Linked DNA regions of Anas platyrhynchos: region 2 is linked to region 1. A link is a contact called in public Hi-C data. All regions are on one chromosome and are shown on one strand. The core of a region is the stretch at or near the end of the contact, and the rest is flanking DNA. Distances in the headings are between cores, read along the strand shown. Region 1 has its middle 68 kb from the start of TRIB1. Region 2 overlaps NSMCE2 (NSE2 (MMS21) homolog, SMC5-SMC6 complex SUMO ligase).

Region 1 (4,388 bases), core at 800-3,299:
TGTGGGATTAAAAATGCCAGTCTCCTTCTTTTGCTCAGTATTAATTGCCCTGCACTAAAGGGTGCTTAAGCAAGGAGATTTTCAGGAGGTATTTTTCGCTCTGTGACCTAGTAGAAATTTTTTCCTTTGGAACTTCTGAATGCTTCCTCGGGCAATCAAAATAATTTCAATAGCTCTGTCCCCCTTCGAGTTCATATGAGAACAATTAGGTTCTGAGAAAGCATCTACACAGCTGAGCTGAAAGTCCAAAGCAATGGGGAAATATCTCCTCCAACTGCTGCAGATTTCACATAAAACTAGTGGAGAACACAATCCCAAATACAGTTTTCCCCCCTTAAAGTTAGCTTCTTCAAGTTAAGCTTTGGGATCTAACATTTTACCATTATATCATTTATCTATTTTGATTAAATGATTCTTAATAAAAAATCTGAGTTTATGAATACTCTGAATTTCATAGCTAATCTTTAATGGATACTAACAGACAATAGAGTTACAGACAATAATAAAAATGCAGGCAGATGATTAAGATGCCTTTCCCAGATGAGGCATTATTTTAATGTTGTTGTTGTGCTGTTTTTTTATAATCTGTTTTCCTTTGGAATCACATAAGAACTGAATACAGATAAAATATGCCATTTCAGGTGTTTTGTCATCCTGGGTTTATAGAAATGTTACAAGGGACAAAGGCAGATGCTGGGGTAGCCAGACATGCTATGCTGTGAAACAAGTCAGCTCAACTTAAGACCTGCTGCCACCAGTCCTCCCTGGCCTCCATCCATCCTCAGTTCCTCGTCTTCATCTCACCTGTGCTGATGTGCCTCTAAGGAGCCCGCTCCATCTCAGTAGCTCTTACTGAAGAGGAATGAATCATCTCACTCACGACATCCCAAACCTAAAATAACTCCTTGTGATCTCCATTGAGAGATTTAAAATACTCTCTCCAAGGCTGGAAGCAAGCCTGCAAAAGGATGCAGGGGAGCGGATGGCATCATATCTAAGGTTCATCTGCTACCCTCTGAAATTAGGCTGCTTCCTCACTTACAGGAAAAAAAAAAAAAAAAAGTGGATTTATTTGTGGGAAGAGATGTAGGGAACCCACTTATCTCCTTGAGAAGGGAATTTGGGGCATTACCAAAAGAATAGAGCTGCCCCAAGGCACACAGGAATTTTGCTGGAGTGGCTCTTCTCCTTGGAAGGAGCTGTATGGACATCTCAGGGCTTCTGCTGTAATTTGTTAAGCAAACTCAGCAGCATACCGGAGCTGGTCAGGACATTTTCCACAAAGTGAGATTTCAAAACTGAAATGTTCTTGTCAAGACATCAGGTTTTGAGAAAGTTTTCTTGCAAGAGAGTCATGTAATTTACATCCTGGTGGTTAGGACAGTGGCCAGGAGATGAAAAAGCCAGGTGAAACTCCTCTCCCTGCGCAGTTGAGAAAGAGCTGCAATGAAATCTTTTAGCCAGGAAGACAGCTGGGGCTTGAAAAAGTCTCTCACACTCCAGGCACTGATAGGGAACAACAAAAAAAAAAAAGTCTGAAACCCTGAAAATTACTGCAAAATAGAATAGTTGTCTTCTAAGTCAATTCTCCTGCATATGCAGCAGGCTTGAGTAAAGTGGTTTCATGCAGGCAACAGTAATTGAAAACAGCCATTGAAGTGGTAAACAAAACCAGAACGCTAAATATTAATGTGCAGTAAGTGCCCATGTAGGTTTCCCTTCAATATTAAGGATTTAAACCCCACAGTGTATTTGCAATAACCCATTCTTGTTTCAAAAACATTTTGTTCCAGATAGCTCAAAACCCTGGTCCCTCCTGGCAATGAGAACAATAGTTTTCTCGTGGAAGCGAAGGATAACTTGTTCTAAGGCAAAAATTTCTATAAAGTTCAACCAAGTGGCTCACAGGCAAATGGACTCTGTTGCAAGAATAGTGGGTCAGGACCTTGGTTTTTGCTTCTCCAAAAAAGAGCACCTCCAACAACACAGAGCCCCATAGCAACATGCTCGGGCATTGACTCTGCACTGAGTCAGAAGGAAGAATGCCATGTAGTGACTCACCAGCACCACTTCTGCAGCACTGTGTGGTGCTAAATAATCTAATCTGTCTATCTACTCGCGAGCCTTTAAAGAGCGCTAGTGTGCAAGGGAAAGAGTTTTCACTGGCATGCATGAAAGGCGTCAAGGACTGGATCCTACTCGGTGGAGAGGTGCCATCGTTTCCATCGGGAGCTGGACCAGAGCTTAGGTGCAACACATAGTGTAAAAAAAAAAAAAAAAAAATAGCTATGGTTATCAAAGACCAAGTTCTGCTCTCAGGTATTCTGCGTTATCTGTGCGTGCCGATCTCCCTTTGATGTCGCTGAGAAAGGCGCTCTCCAGGGGAGCACCGCACTGACAGCAGGGCGCAGGGGCAGCAGGACAGGCGGTCCTGCAGGTATAGGGGACGGTCGTGGAGCTTGCTGCCGCTTTCCTGTAGGTGGCAGTGCTAAATTTTTTAACAAAAGTGGATTTTGTGAACTCTGACTGAAGTTCTCGGTTATTTAGTAATCTTATCTGAATGGAAAAGCTAAACCATGCAAGCCACTTCCCTGTCACAGCAGCGTGCTTCACACAGACACAAAGGAGTGCGTGCCTGATCCTGCAGTCAGTGAAAGTCTAGGGGAAAAAGAAATGTAAGGTCATGGCTTCTATTCATGTCATTAACTGAATGCTTTCCTGCTAGGAGTTCAGTGCAGACAGAGACCTCTGGCTCTGATTCCCTCTCAGGATCACAATTGTAGGATATTGCTGCTGTCTCGGTTACACAGTGATACGTGGATGTGTCAGAGCCGTTCCTTACCCCAATATAAAACTCATGCTTTCAGCTCCCAGTGTTAGATAGCTGTGCTGCCTACAATTGGCTTCTGCTAGCAATTTCAGTGCCTTGCAGATATCTCTGTGAGAATACCACAAGACCCAAGGTGCACCTCTTGTGGCAGAAGAGCCATTTGTCCTTTCCCAGACCTACTGACACATCCTGTTATTTGCAGCAAACCAGGAGAGGCAGCTGTGGATAGGAAAACCAGAGAGGCAGCTGATGAAAATGAACATCTGGAGGGCAAAGGAAGGATTCCCTGGGGACTCAGGGGGATACTCAACCCATATCGGCCCTGGGCATCCATCTCCAGACCCACACAACAGCACAACTACATTGCAGGTGTTAACGCGGGTGCAAGAAGCTCCCCTCAAAACCAAGCTGTCAGAGCCAAACCCAAGGTGTCAGTGGGCTGCTTAGCCATGGGCTGGCACTGTCCCACACAAATCCAAGCATGTATAAAAATGGCAGCAGCATATGATGGTTTCCTGCTGACCCTATCTCTCTTATATCCAACACGTAACCTGTCTTGTGAAGGTTAATACACTACTGTTGCAATAGCAGATTCACAAGCTTTCTGAGACCTGAAAAGCACTGTTTCAAGAGCACCATGTGGCAGGAAGTCCCATGTGTCAGACACTGTTACGAAAACATCCTCCTCTTGCACCAAATACGGATCTGTCGCCCTCAGTTTCACCGGTTCCTTTTGTCATCAGATATCAGGAATAAAAACTAGCAGGGACACACAAGGTTTTGGAACATCATACACAGAAAAAACTGTTTCTGCCCAGGCTCTCAGTCCAGAGGGGCTTCAGGTTTCCCTCCCAGATTTGCTGCTTTCCTTACTATGGGAAGGGAAAGCAGGCAGGACTCTGAGCATGCTGTAATTAAAGCTTTTCTGGTGGCCAGATTCAAAGCAATGTGGATATAATCCAGGTATATGCCAGAGAGAAGCTTGTATCATGACTACCTGCTTTCTACCTCTTCTTTAATTAATGGAGGATGTCTCAAGCAAGCTCCTCCTGCCAGCACTGAAGGGAGAGAGCAAAAAAAATTCCCTCTCATCCTTTATCACAGCTGCACTCGTTTGACAGGCACTCAACCCAAGGACGCTGCTTGCCTTCCAAGGTGAAAGCTCTCAAAAAATTGATGCTTATGTATCTTGTAAACTCCCAGTTTTTACTACCACCGTGGGATTCAAGTATCTGGAGAAGAGATTTGACTTATGAGGGATGGCAGCACTAACAGCTCAAAAGTTCATTCATCCTCAAGAGCATATATATCAGCTGAAATGAGTTTCAAAGGACCATTCACTTGAACTGATTTACAGGTACACCAGCAGACACAGAGACACTTCTTTCAATGACATAATTTTACTAGGCCAGGAGCATTTTTTGCTATTGCAGCCAAGATGAGGATATTTTTATTTTGTGTGTCAGAAGGAAAGCTTTGCTTTGCATGCACCTAGCCTAGGGAACAGAGTTTCCTGACAGTATCATCAAGAGCACATCATTTTTGCAACAGAGGCGAC
Region 2 (4,376 bases), core at 363-2,862, 180 kb after region 1:
AAAATGCGCCCCCTTTGCCCCAAACATGCTTTCCTTCTAACATCTGAGTTCATATTTAGTGTTTGGTTCCCAGTATACATCCACAAGTTAGCAAATTTCTAAAGATTTTTCACTGAAAAAAAAAAGGATTTTTCTCTTTTTCTGTGCAAAAGTTACTAACCGCATCATTATTTGCTTATTTATGGTGTAAGAGCTGACCTCCAGCCAAGGCGTACCGATTAAAATAATCATTCACTTCCACAGCAGACTATCTGAAACAAAAAGTAGGCTGGAGTATCATGAAATTACAGGCGGGCTCCAAGCCTCCAAGTCTAACAGTCCATAAAATGAACAGTTAAGCACGGACAGCGTGGATTAACATAAATATTAACATTGACATCTTCCTATTATTGGCTAACGAAAACGAGTTGCTTCCAATTTTAAGCAAAACAGGACACTGGGAGTTCTACCTCTTGCACTACATATTAGGTTACTCCTAATTTCCAGGCTACGCGCTGTTTTTTCCATCATTGTACGAGGCAAAAGAGGAATGGGAAATCGTTGCCCACAGATTTTGACAGCGGATTTCAGACTTTTAAAACAGATGCAACACAAACATCTGCCACTCGAGCCAGCAGCAATAGCAGTAGTAGGCAGCTGTCTCCGTATGCACCAGCAGCATGAAAAAACACACACTTGGCCAGCAGGTTTCAAGTTACTGCTGACAGCAGGGGAATACAGGCTCCAGGGCTCCTGGATTTAGTTCCATCTTCTGCGGGAGAATGTGCATGCTCAATTCAGGATACAGCTAAGCATTTTTGTTGGCTTTTTTTTTTTTTTTTAAGCAAATACATTAAAAAAAGAAGTGCAGACTCCCCCTGCCCCATCTCCTTGCCCCCAGTTCTAGTCAACTCAAACCTGTTTGCAATTAAAGTTGGACAACGCATCTGGAAAAATAAAAAATAAAGCTATCAGCCTACGCTTTATGAATCTTCATGAATCTTTATGAATAAATTCACACAAAACATTTGGAAAAGACAGTAGCAAGATGTCCTCCTACTGTCTAGATGCTCACTGAAGGTGGTAGACCTACAGAAGAAACCACACAGTGTTAGTTCCCTTCTCTGTCCAGATGTACTTGAACCTCGTCACGGTACTCAGCCCATACAGACCATCAGGAACTTAAACAGGAGGCTGATCGCTTCTCCAGCATTCAGGATAATCCTTCACTTTTCCTCCTCCAGATATATGGACAGCTCCTCAGAAAACTCTCACTGAAGATTTCTTCCTAAGCCTCATCCCCCTGATCTGTAACACATTTATTTATTAGGCTGCAAAAAGGAATCAGAAGTAATGCAAAGGAACAGCAAAAAGCTGTTTTGTGTCCTGGAATTGAATCTCCTGAATGCAGGTGTCTTCATGTGAAAGCCAGAGAAATGGTTGAAACTGGAATGCCCCAAAATGGCAGTGAAGCCCTCTGGATACGGAACTAACCACTGCAATTAGCAAGAGAAGAACAATTATTGCTGATCAGAGTGCCAACAACCATATGAGGAATGACAATTGGTGGAGTAAAGGGAACTCAGGGCAGTAATTGCAAAACTTCCTTCCATACAACGATCAGAAGCTACTTACAGCTGAAGCCAGTCCTAAAGACGCCTCCAACTTCTCAGGAAATGCCTTAGCAGGGTTGCAGCATGTTTAGAGCTGGATTTCCTTCACTGTTTCCTAATGAAGTCATTCCACTCACGCAGAAAGCTTTTGTACAGAGTTACAGAGGCTGAGTGTGCGACAGTGATTTTACAGACCTGCACCTTCACCTAGATACCAGGACTCTAGGGAAAATGAGGTATGGCTTACAAAGTGAAATGGCATCAGTGACAGAAAGAGAAACCAGCTGTAGGTGGCCCTTCTTGAGCAGGGGTTTGGAGAAGACGACCTCCAGAGGTGCCTTCCAACCTCATCCATTCTGATACTCCTCAGTAACCAACAACCTTGTATCTAAACTCTGGATGAAAGCGAGTTCACATCTACAAATACCAGTGCAAGTCCTCTCAAGGAAAGGGGGAAGTTGAATCTGAGTTTCCAATATTCTAGCAAAGAGAAAGGGGGAAGAAAAGAGATGAGTGTGGGAGAAAGGACTACTGGAACCTGCCAGGGACAAAGCAGCACAGCAGAACTCCGTTAGCTGACCATGCCCATGGCTCCACCAAAACTATCACCTTAAAACTTCACCTTAATTTCTCTTTGGCTTTTGTTTTTTAAAAAAATCCAGATCACATTACAATACTTGGATTTAGGTCAAACATTTTGCTTCACCACCTGAGTCAGGTCTTCTGAGGTTTTATTTTGCAGAGGAAAGGGCAGTGGTTTGCAGTCTGCATTGAAACATTTATTTTATACAGCAACTGAAAGGAAAAAGAAATTAAAAAAATATTCAATTATCCAGTTCTCAATGCTTATATTTTATTTTTTTTTTAAAGTAAGATGAGCCAAGACTGGCTGTTAGATTACAAACTGCTCCTGACAAGAAAACTCCTCTTGTGTTACAAGCCATTTCCCTGTAGGCTATGACTGTCCGAAACGGGAAGACAAGATTCAGTGACTCAGGAGGCTCTTGCCAATCCCATAGAAATGAAACCCGAGTGCTTCATATTGTAGACAGAGTCCGAACTTCAAGACAAATGGACGATGCAGGGTGCCTGCTTTCCAAATGCCCAGTCTGAAACAATTCAAGGGGACGGCATTTTCGGCGAGTGGGTGTCGCACACGTTCTGAAAACAGGAGTCATCTCAGAGTGGGCACGGAGCAGCGGAGGTACCCGGTATTACTAAGCGCTTTTGAAAACAACTTGCTATATTATTCTATAACAAAGTAATCACGAAACTTTTGCTCAACATGAAACTCCCTTAAACTCCACTGCCAGCAGAACTAGGCCAGCAGCGCTTTTGAAAGATCCTTCCTTACAATGCTTGTTTTTCTTAAAGACTATCAGGGGAAGGCTAAAAGTCAGAACGATCCCAGTTCAGACTTGAGAGCTCACCAGATATTTCTGCCACGGTCTCCAAGCAGGCTGCATGGCAAGGAAGGGCAGCATCTCCAAACACTTGGTGACACGGGGGTGATCCCTAGTGAAACGAACGGGGTTCTCACAGAGAGCTGGATTTTGTAAACACTCCAACGTGTGCTGAGAGGTTTTGCTGTATAAAATCCTAAATAAAATGTTATTCAACACAAAGACTGGTTGGGCACTGGGACAGGCTCCCCAGGGCAGTGGTCACAGCACCGAGCTGCTGGAGTTCAAGAAGTGTTTGGACAACGCTCTCAGACACATGGGCTTATTTTTGGGTGGTCCTGTGTGGAGCCAGGAGCTGGACTCAATGATCCTTGTGGGACTCTTCCAACTAGAAATGTTCTATGGTTCAGTAATTCTCTCTTTAGTAAATTACAAGGACACGGTGACATTAATCTTTATTTAACCAACTAACGCCTATTTGTTTCTGCAGAAAGACAGAAACTTAAAGTTAACAAAGTCTAACTAGTAGGCAGGAGCACTGAAAGGAGCATAAAGTGTTTACAAGATGCAAGGGTTTGGAGGAGCAAGTCAAGCTCTCCCCTTTCACAATCCTATATCAGTTTTCTGGTATTACGGTGATGTCCATTCGGGAATACTGTGCTCTGTTCAAATAAGGAGTACATCATCATTCCTCAAAACCATCCATATCCACAGACCCAAGAAGAACAGAAACAGAAATTAATTTGACAGACGAGTAGCAATTAAATACCAAGGTTCCTGTACCTTTCCCTCACCAACAGATGCAGTCCCACAGGTCACAGCGCCCATCCTTGCTGCTCCTCCACCTTCCTCCCCTGCTGGGACCATATGACTTTTCACCCCATTACACTATAAATGGGATCACTGAAATAATCCAAGCTAAAAATAGCATTGTCCTCCCAAAAGCAACAAGAAACCCCCAAACAATGGTCCCAGTAACTGCATTTGAAGCGCAGGTATGTTACCAGCCGTACCAGCCCACTCGAGGGGGTGGCAAACCGTAGCCGGGTGGAATTGCGGGGGGGGGGGGGGGGATAACATCCAAAGCCAAATTATTCACCAAGAACAAGGTGAAAGCACCACACCTGTGTTTTCTAAGCAAGCACAATGTATACATTATCTCCACACCAGAATCTCAGTTCAATCTCTCATGAAATCAGTAATTTCTGAAATCCCCCTATTTTCCTAGCTACATATATATATATATACAACCCTCTCTTATATATATATATATACAACCCTCTCTTCTCAGTGGATTTCAACATACGTCGAAATTGAGGCTGAAAACAACATTCACTCATAATTTTAATGGGAAAGGATTTTCCTATGACTAACAAGCTCC

The links. Hi-C and Micro-C count contacts between places; a contact is called where the count stands out from the background.
Region 2: a Hi-C map of subcutaneous adipose tissue shows a contact between it and region 1, with 2.3 times the contacts expected there. The contact joins two enhancer-like sites. A contact is called at or near these places in 7 of 8 Hi-C or Micro-C datasets (F1 follicle, F5 follicle, liver and 3 more).

Annotation. Positions count from the first base shown.
Region 1 is chr2:11,143,517-11,147,904 of IASCAAS_PekinDuck_T2T, forward strand. No RefSeq gene overlaps it. Among named protein-coding and RNA genes, the nearest start is that of TRIB1, 68 kb to the right of the region's middle. Within about 2 kb of position 2,050, at least 5 of the 8 cell types and tissues checked have an H3K27ac peak or open chromatin away from gene starts, as enhancers often do. A contact at or near this core is called in subcutaneous adipose tissue, where this site is marked.
Region 2 is chr2:11,324,064-11,328,439 of IASCAAS_PekinDuck_T2T, forward strand. The region is part of intron 2 of NSMCE2 (NSE2 (MMS21) homolog, SMC5-SMC6 complex SUMO ligase); the gene reads right to left. Among named protein-coding and RNA genes, the nearest start is that of WASHC5, 23 kb to the right of the region's middle. Within about 2 kb of position 1,613, at least 2 of the 8 cell types and tissues checked have an H3K27ac peak or open chromatin away from gene starts, as enhancers often do. A contact at or near this core is called in subcutaneous adipose tissue, where this site is marked.